Regions from separate parts of the Sus scrofa genome. Here region 2 is linked to region 1. The links are chromatin contacts, called in public HiChIP or PLAC-seq maps. All regions are on one chromosome and are shown on one strand. The core of a region is the stretch at or near the end of the contact, and the rest is flanking DNA. Distances in the headings are between cores, read along the strand shown.

What was found. HiChIP or PLAC-seq counts read pairs in DNA pulled down with a chosen protein or histone mark.
Region 2: an H3K27ac HiChIP or PLAC-seq map of skeletal muscle shows a contact between it and region 1, with 4 times the contacts expected there. The contact joins two enhancer-like sites. A contact is called at or near these places in 3 of 47 Hi-C or Micro-C datasets (embryonic fibroblasts, fetal liver and skeletal muscle) and 1 of 2 datasets of contacts at active chromatin or transcription factors (skeletal muscle).

What each region holds. Positions count from the first base shown.
Region 1 is chr15:105,489,063-105,493,863 of Sscrofa11.1, forward strand. It overlaps CDK15 (cyclin-dependent kinase 15), which reads left to right. Exons shown (of 14, transcript XM_021076193.1): 12 at 1,372-1,511. Among named protein-coding and RNA genes, the nearest start is that of CDK15, 90 kb to the left of the region's middle. Within about 2 kb of position 1,984, at least 5 of the 83 cell types and tissues checked have an H3K27ac peak or open chromatin away from gene starts, as enhancers often do. A contact at or near this core is called in skeletal muscle, where this site is marked.
Region 2 is chr15:105,762,425-105,767,225 of Sscrofa11.1, forward strand. All of the region lies in intron 14 of KIAA2012, which reads left to right. Among named protein-coding and RNA genes, the nearest start is that of KIAA2012, 84 kb to the left of the region's middle. Within about 2 kb of position 2,292, at least 1 of the 83 cell types and tissues checked has an H3K27ac peak or open chromatin away from gene starts, as enhancers often do. A contact at or near this core is called in skeletal muscle, where this site is marked.

The DNA.
Region 1 (4,801 bases), core at 734-3,233:
GTTCTCTATATAAATCTTATGCAAAAATAAGGCAAATTCCCACTCTGGGCCAGGGCTTCCAGCATCACTGCATCATGGCACCTGGGGAGGAAAGGTGTTTGTCACTTCACGTTGATGTATACATTCGGCATTACGTAAGCCCATCTGGTTTGGCTTAACTGGGGAGGTGCATGGCCATGCAACTTAATTCTGAATGTCAGCCATCACTTCTGCAGTTAATTGCCTCTCGGGATCAGCACAGTTTTCTGTCTCGTACTTGCCACTTGCAAACCTGTCGGTGGGCTCTAGAGCTGGGTGTACTTAAATGACTGGGGCTAGATTAGCAAAGACTTTTAGACATTGTAAGTACATAGGAAGCATGCCGACCCACAGGGCCTGCAGGTTCAGCCTCCACCCTCCCCTGCCCCCCAACTTTATATCAGGCCCCTCTCTTCTGATTTGTCCCAGGCCAGCCAACTGGCCTTTCTTCCCTTCTTTAAAATCCCTCTTCTCCCTCCCACTGTGGGGCCTGCAAAGCCTGCCCTTCTCCTGCCCCAGATCTTTAGCTCTCAGCTCAAATGCTGCTTCCTCAAGAAAGTCCTCCCCGAGCCTCTCCTAAGTCAGGTATCGGAACCTTTTTCTTCATAGCTGCACTTATGCATTTGTGTGATCATTTGATTAGTGTCTGGCTCCTCTAGTGGATCAAGCTACCGGAAGGCAGGCTTTCCTGTATCTCCCAGATCCAACCACCCACCTAGTAGTTGCTCAGCTAATGGATTTGCTCAAATCCAAATTTATAATTCAACATAAGGCCAGCTTGAGGAGTCGTCCTTACTGTAATTTAAAGAACTAGTTCTTTCTGTCCTGTGCTCCATCTCAGACAAAGCCAGTAGTCTTAGAGAATCATCCTGAGGGCTGAGCTTCAGAAACACTGTGAATAAGGGCGTTTTCCACTCAAGTTTCGCCCTCCAGAATCTCCTCTCTCCCTCTTCCCCTTCCAGGATTCTATGCTTGCTGCCCTTAGAGCATATTTCCAACAGGACTCTTCTGCTTGCTGGGGGCTACTGTGTTCCTTAGAGAAGAACCCTTAGCTCTGTATTTCTGTTTCTGTGATCATAGTTTCAGGTCCTTTATGTATACAAGGTACCCAGAGCTGCAGTGGAGTGGGGGTGGAGGCGGGGGCGGGGGGTGAATGACAGAATGCTGACATTTCCCCCTCATCTTGGTAATGAGACAGGGAAGAGTGTCAGGGGTGGGGGGTGGTATTTTTCTACTTGCCAAACTTTACTAATCCCAGCAAAGTTCTATTTGAAACTCTTCTAGCCACCTCCGCTACTTTTCTTTTGTCCCCCATGCTTTTGCAGACACCCTTTTTCTTTCCTGCTTTTCCAGGTTGTGCAGGGCTCCTGAAGCGGAAGACCTGGCCTCCCAAATGCTGAAAGGCTTTCCCAGAGACCGCGTGTCCGCCCAGGAAGCGCTGGTTCACGATTATTTCAGTGTGCTGCCAGCTCAGCTGCACCAGCTTCCTGACGGTGAGCGAATTATTGTGCACGTGCGTGTGTGCACGTACGTGTGTGCGCGTGTGTGTGCGTGTGCATGCACGTGCACATACACATATAAGTTTCAGTGTCTGTTTTCTCGGAGCACTGGAGTCGTAAACTTTGCACCCAGTTGCAAGCTGAGAGCTGGGAGAAGCAGGATGGGGACCACATCTTGCCTGCCTTTTGTTTGAGATTTTCTAAAACTCTAAAGTCGAGGGTTGAGATGACACAGACCTGCTTGTAATGATCCAAACCTTTCCCATATACACACCTAGACTTAGAAATCAGAGGAGATGAAAGTTTCCTCTGAGTTTGTTTCCGCCAGCATCTGCCAGGAGAAGCAAAACCAAAGTTCCTAACAACCCCCTTTTCTTTTTCCACAGCGAGTAAGATGATAGGTGACATGGATATGTCAGGAGAGGAGAGCTGGCCTGTCTTGATTGGTAATCTGATGCTGCCCAAGGAAGCACGGGGTGGGGTATGGGGCGAGTGGAGCGTCCGGCCAGGCTGGACGCCCACGGGAAACACAAGTTACCCTGAGAATCAGCTTTGCTGCCTGGGCCTGAAGTCATCCTCCAAATCTGAAAACTGCTGAGGGATCATGTGGCTGGAGTGTTCCTCCTGTTTCTCAGAATGTGGCTGGGAGAGGCTGTTCAGAGGATGTGGGCAATGCAGTCATGGCCCCGCCTGTTTGTGGGGGACCCTCCTTAGGTGGCATTTCTTTGAAAACATCCACCATTCAACTGAGAACAATTTTTTGAAGTCCTAAGCCAGAGAGGAAAAAAAGCCATTAAGGAAAGTCCAGGGGGCTCAGATTGCGAAGAGGGTCCTGAGATGGGTGGAGTGGAGTGAGAAAGGGGATGCGGTGGGAGCTTCTGTCCAAGAGACAGTGGCACATGACGGGGACCAAGTCTCCAGGCTTTGCAGATGCAGCTCTGCAGTGTTCGGGACGTGGTCCTGCATCAGTCCTAAGCTCTTAGTTTGGGACTTCTTGTGGGTTGTTTTTTTTGTTTTTTGTTTTTTTTTTTAATGAAAGTGAGTCACTTAGGATCTCCAAAAATAACCATAATCATACAACTGGGGTTAATGTCTTACTTAACCCTGTGAAAAGAGTCGGTCAGCTGTATTTATTAAGTTGCCATTAAGTGTCAAGAACATATTAAGTGTGATAAAATTGGAGGGAAAAAAAAGGCTTGTCCTTGACCTCAAAGATCCCATGAAGTGGGAGGAAAAGAGGGCGAGGAAGAGGAAACAGGACACCCTCGTACACATATTAGCACAAATCATATCTAAACAGCTAAAAGTCTGTGTGTAATCAGCTGCAGATGTTCAGAGAATATGTGTGTGCTAAAGGCAATTCTTTGGAGGAACCAGAATAACTCAAGTAAGATGGATTAGACTGGAGGTGACTCTGGAGTGGAATTTGGAAGCAAGGGAGGGACATGTGGGTAGAATGGCTTGGCATGTGGGTAGAGTAAAAGACATTCCAGGCGACCTACAGTTCTTAGTCCCTTTCTGGTACTCACTCCCAGCTTCATCCCCACCCCTCCCCAACTCCCATCCGCTATCACCTTCCCAGTCTGAGCTCCTACATCCCCCCCTTCATAGCTTTCTTCTCTCAGGCTTGGGACTTCTAAGTACCACTCCACCCAAGTATACACACTGGGGGAGGACAGATACACACACACACACACACACACACACACACACACACTCACACCCTCTCTGCATTTAAAGAAAGTTCTCCCAGGGGCTCCTCTTCTATTATTCTACGTAGAGAACCACTGGGAATCTTCAGAGTTTTCTGGGCACGGCTTTTCCTTGAAGGAGAGTAATTAGGAGAAAACAATCCCGGTGCAAACTGATGTGTAGTTAGAAACTTGGGTTTTGCCTCTTGCTGGTCACCTAAAGCAAAGCCACCATCAGAGGGACTCTGTGTGTGTGTGTGTGTGTGTGTGTGTGTGTGAGAGAGAGAGAGAGAGAGAGAGAGAGAGCACTTGCACATGTGGGTCTATGAGAGGGACCAAACCGATCTGTATTCCTTCTCTGTTCACCCAGCCACAGAGCCCAAATCTACTTTGACACTTTTAGAAAAATGAAAAGATGGAATCTTGCAGGAGCCTGCCTGTGCTGGGGGGGAGACGAGGAGTGCTCACAGCAGGAGGGAAGTTGACTTTTCTTTATACATATAGGGGTTTTTCCATGCAGAGTTTAAATTATGCCTGATAAAAGGAGTTTCGTGGATGTTTCAGTTCTTTCAAATTCTCCTGGCTTCCTCCCAATTAAATGAGGTTTGTCAAAGCCACAGGGCTCTGCTGCTGCTGCCTCGGCCGACAAGCACTTCCTGCAGCGACATCTCGAATCCCCGAGGGAGAAGATGAAAGGGCCAGCGCCAAGAGACAGGGGAAGGGGGGCAGATCGAGTGTGTGTGTATGTGTGTGTGTGTGTGTGTGTGTGTGTGTGTGTGTGTGTGTGTGTGTGTGAGGGGCGGGGGCAGAAATGGCAGAAGTGGGTTGAGAGACAGATCGACAGATAGGACATGGACAAGAAGACAGGGAAAACAAAGCTACCAGGAAAATTGAAAGGAAAAACAGAGGAAGACAGAGCAGCCACCAGGGCCAGTTTGTGCGCCTTGAGAACAGTGGCCCTCATCAAGACCATGGATTTTAAGGATGCACTCCCTTAGCCTGGCAGTGCCAGCTGTTTTTCCATCATCTGTGGCCATGAGCCTTTATTGAGAGCCTCCTTTGCAGACTGGGAGCGCCAGCCGTTATCACACTTCCCAACCCGCAGGGACACAGACTCGGGGTGGCTGCCCAGAAACAAGAATTGTGCAAAAATAAGACATGCTCTTGTGAGTGGTTTGTAAAGAGAGTTTCCCTGGCATAATGATGCAAGAAATTTTCCTCTCTGGCGGCAGCCTGGAATCACTTAGGGAGTTATATTTGTATCATTTTTATTATTCTGGTTTTATTCTGGTTTCAGGATAACAAAGTTGTCACTTTAAAATATATTCTGTTTCCCCTTTGATCTGGGAGATGCCAGCTCTTATTGTCTGCCCTCTGACGAAGACAATTTAAGCATGAAACTTGAGGCTAGGAACCGTGTGAAGAGGGGAAGGACAGCCTAAATGCCAGTGGAAGCGTGGCGCAGAGTCCCCCAAAATGCAGGGGTCACTCTCATCCATCCGTGTCCGTTTTCACGAAGTCGAGAGGTCCCTAGGTTGTGGTCGGAAGCTGATGGCCAGAGGAACCCAGGGGATCACTTGCCATGAAAATCCA
Region 2 (4,801 bases), core at 1,042-3,541, 270 kb after region 1:
TCCCCTAGGAGGCAAGTTCTGGTGCCCAGAGTCACTGAAACCTGCTTTGTTGACCACTGGCAAAAGAAGTGCCGAGGGATTGCAGGCTGGTTTCGAGATGCAGTGATTCCAGAACCCTTGAATCAATTTTGCCAGGAAAAATATTCGGGACATTGAGTCTGTTCCAGTTCCCAGAGAAAGAAGCCCAGGATTAGGTGGACTATTATCAATATCAAAGTATCTGACCAGTAATTGGGAAGCCCTGGGTGTTCTCTGACTCTGAGTGACTTGTAATGCTTCTGGGACTCTGCTTCCTCTTTAGTTAAATGGAGATAATAATGCTGGGACCTCCACACCTGCCTCTCAACAGTGAGGCGAGAATTACATGAAATAATACTGTTCAAAGAATCTTCACGTCTCTAAAGGAGTCAATTCACAAACGAGACAGGAAAAAACATTTGCCGATCCCTGTTAAGAGCCAGGTCTCTCACATGTTAAACCTTATTTGATTTCCCCACTACCCTTCCTGTTAAGTGTGCTGTTTGCCACGCTGCAGATGAGGAAACAGAGGATTGGTGAGATGAGATGATGAAGGGTAATGTGGCTGGCAGCAGAAGGAGCTAGGATTCAAAGCCACCAAACCCACAATCCCTGATATTGATGTCTATCTAGTCTGTTCCTGAGAAAAATTTAATTGTACATACCTGTTCTGGCTTCAGAATCTGAGAGAGGAGTGGAAACTTAATAATATATTTTAGGAGTTCCCGTCGTAGCACAGTGGTTAACGAATCTGACTAGGAACCATGAGGTTGTGGGTTCGATCCCTGGCCTTGCTCAGTGGGTTGAGGAACCGGCGTTGCCATGAGCTGTGGTGTAGGTTGCAGACCCGGCTCAGATCCTGCGTTGCTGTGGCTGTGGCATAGGCCGGTGGCTACGGCTCCAATTAGACCCCTAGCCTGGGAACCTCCATATCCCGCAGGAGTGGCTCAAGAAAAGGCAAAAAAAAAGACAAAAAAAAAATAATAATATATTTTAATCTTAATAACATTAGATACCTTATGATTTCAGTTTTCTTTATTAAGAATGAGTATGAGGAGTTCCCATGGTGGCTCAGGGAAACGAATCTGACTAGCCTCCATAAGGATGCAGGTTGGATCCCTCACCTCACTCAGTGGGTTAAGGATCTGGTGTTGCTGTGAGCCATGGTGCAGGTTGCAGACGCGGCCCAGATCCCGCGTTGCTGTGTCTGTGGTATAGGCCAGAAGCTACAGCTCCTGATTCGACTCCTAGCCTGGGAACCTCCATATGCCGCAGGTGCAGCCCTAAAAAGCCAAAAAGAAAGAAAGAATAAGTGTGAGATCTTTTTACTACACAAGAAAACTTGTACACCCTTGAAGTTGAAACTCACGAGATACTGATTTCCTTCAAGCATTAGGAAGGCATTGAAATTACATTACATGATATGCTACATGGAATTGCCAAATGTATTTTCCTTATTAAGCCTTTTAAGAACTCCCTACAAATTTTTTTTTTTTTTTAAATTTTTGTCTTTTTGCTATTTCTTTGGGCTGCTCCCGCGGCATATGGAGGTTCCCAGGCTAGGGGTCCAATCGGAGCTGTAGCCGCCGGCCTACACCAGAGCCACAGCAACATGGGATCCGAGCCGCGTCTGTGACCTACACCACAGCTCACGACAACGCCGGATCGTTAACCCACTGAGCAAGGGCAGGGACCGAACCCGCAACCTCATGGTTCCTAGTCGGATTCGTTAACCACTGCGCCACGACGGGAATTTCCCAAATTTATTTTTATTCCCATTTCACAGATGGAGAGGCTGAGCTTCAATGATAGGTCATGCGGCACATGGCCGAACTCTGGCTCCTGCAGCCCCTGCTCCCCCATCCTATGGGGAGCTTTGATAGTTCCTTATCAAAGCCGGCTGTGGGCCTAGAAGTACCACGCTCAGATGGGGGGCTGTGGGTGAGAGTAGAGGGCAGGACCGGTGGAAGGTTCTCCAAAAACAGATGAGAACTTCAGGCAACCTGGCCCAGCCTCTGTCGAACAAAGAACCTGAGGCTAGGGGTTAAGTATCTCACACGAGCTGAAAGGCATGAGGTGTGGGCGTCAGGGCTTCAGTGCAGACAGCAGGCAGTCTGACGCCAGGACCTGCACCCTGACAGCTGGGGCAGCTATGTCTTCTGTCTCGTTTGAGTGTGGCTGTTTGTGTTTACAACGTGTTTGTTACTCTCTGCGCCCACCCCCACCCCCCCAGCCCTCTAATACCGCACTGCTGCCAGTGCCCTTTCTAAATACAGCTGGGTCATACCACTGGGTTGCTGGACACTCCTACCACGTCTCCAGTGGCCTTCCTGTTAAATCTTGGCATCAAAAATATATTGCTTTTATAAATAGAAAAATATAACAAATGAATTAAAAAAAAAAAATTCCAGACTGCAACATTCAAGATCTGGCTGGTGTCTGATTCACACGGCCCAGGCTCTGCAGCCCCGCCAGCCTCCCCCACAAACCAGTACCTGCGGTTTCCTCTGTGGGAACTGCCCTACCTCCCCTTCTCTGCAAGACTTAACACCGTGTCCACTGGTAAACAAACCTTCCTGGCCTAATTTAGCTTCACCTCCCGCGAGGTCCTGCAGAAACCTGTCATAATCTGTCACAAGATTTATCACACTGCATGGCAACGTGAGATTTCTAGTCATTTCTCTACAGGGATTCTCTACAAATAGATCTCTCGGCCTTGTGCCTCAGTACCCAGCACAGTACCTGACACACGACAGACACTCAATAATAAATATTCCTAAGCAGAAGGAACAGATAAAGAGCAAATGATTTGGCCAGAATAACAGAGCTGGGATTTGAATTTTCAGTCCTTCTGTGTATATTGCTCACCAAGTATTATTGCCTATGTTTCAGTCATCGCCTTTGTAACTGATATTAAAAGTGACAGCATTTTTTTTAGTTTTACTTTTTACTTTTTTTTTTTTTTTTGGTATTTTTAGGGCCGAATCCATAGCATACGGCAGTTCCCACGCTAGGAGTCGAATCAGACCTGCAGCTGCCTACACCACAGCCACAGCAACACCAGATCCGAACTGCATCTGTGATCCATGCCACGCCAGATCTTTAACCCACTGATCGAGGCCAGGGTTCAAGCCCACATCCTCATCCTCATCGATACTAGTCAGGTTCTTAACCTTCTAAGTCACAATGGGAACTCCTAGTTTTACTTTTTTTAATTCAAATTTTGAATCCAAAATATACTCAGGAGTTTTTTAAAATTTAAGTATAAAAAGGTATGTCTCCCAGCAGCTGGGTTCCCTTCCCCTTGGACCACACTGTTGCTAGTTTTCTGTGTGCCCTTCCTGAGTTGCAGTATGCAAATAGAGGCCAATACAAGATAGAAACACAGACAGAGAAGTATTTTATACATGTTTCTACATCTCTTACACATTGCTCACAGTCTTACTTTTTTTACTCAATGTATCTTGAAATTCTGTGTTGAGATGCTTTTTAATGATTGCATAGTATTCTGTTGTACGAATTACCATAATGTATGCAATATGTCCCCAATTGATTGAATATGTAGGTTGTTTCCAATCTATTGCAAGGAATGATTTAGGTATATGTCTTTTCACATGTATGTTCATATATGATAGCTTTTTGACACTTTTCTAAGCAACAGGCAGAATTTCAAATTAAGACTACGTCTTTTTATAACAGGGACTCCTCAAAAGATTCTTTCCAAATCCCTGAGTCTGCCTCTGTCTCCCCATCTGTGGAATGAGAGGAATAGTCCTTGCCCCTGAAGGCTCATAGCTACATGTTGTTAAGATTGAATGTTCCTGTTATGGCTCAGCGGAAACCAATCTGACTAGCATCCATGAGGATGCAGGTTCAATCCCTGGCCTCACTCAGTGGGTTAAGGATCTGGTTGCTGCGAGCTGTGGTGTAGATTGCAGATGCGGCTCAGATCCCCCATTGCTGTGGCAGTGGCGTAGGCTGGGAGCTACAGCTCAGGTTCAGCCCCTAGCCTGGGAACCTCCATATGCTGTGGATGCAGCCCTAAGAAAAAAAAAAAGACAGAAGGTTTAGTCTTCCGGGCATTAAAATTCTTCCAAAGGAGGAAGCTATTTTCTCCCTTTTAATCCCCATTTCCTGTTAGACTAAAAGGATTTATAAACAAGATTTTTTAAATTTATCTCTTTTCTAGTCTTTTAATTTAGGAGTTTACTAGAAAGGCAGGTTTTTCCTACAATCTGTTTTTAAAAGCTTTTCCATTTATTCAGGGATGAAATTTTTTTATTGCATCATGCCAAATCTGCTTTGTCTCCAAAAGGAGAAATACAAAAGAAACAAAATTTCTTACCTGCTTTAGCTTTTTTTAACCTCAGAGTATCTCATCAGCCATGAACACTAAACTAACAAGTGAGAAACACAGAGTAAAAAGTCACCAAAGGAGAGAGAATAAATTAGCAGATAATTGTCTCTCCCTAAAATAGCTTGGGTATTTGATTGTCACTAAAGGCTGAGGAATTTTAGTCCCAGGAGAGGTTTCTAGGGCCCTCAGATTCCTTCCCTGACCGAAATGAAGCTGTGGATTAAGCAGAAATCCAGGTGACAAAGGCCAAGAGCTGGCCTCATCAGACACCAGAGGCTTTATTTGGGTCAGCAATTCTTTCCTTGGCAACTAAAGAGCTGCCCTTCCAACCCTCTAGAGAAGATCCATGATTCTCTCAATCCTGGCTGGATATTGGAATCACCCAAGAAGACCTAAAAATTCCCCAGCTCCAGAAAGCCTGGTTTT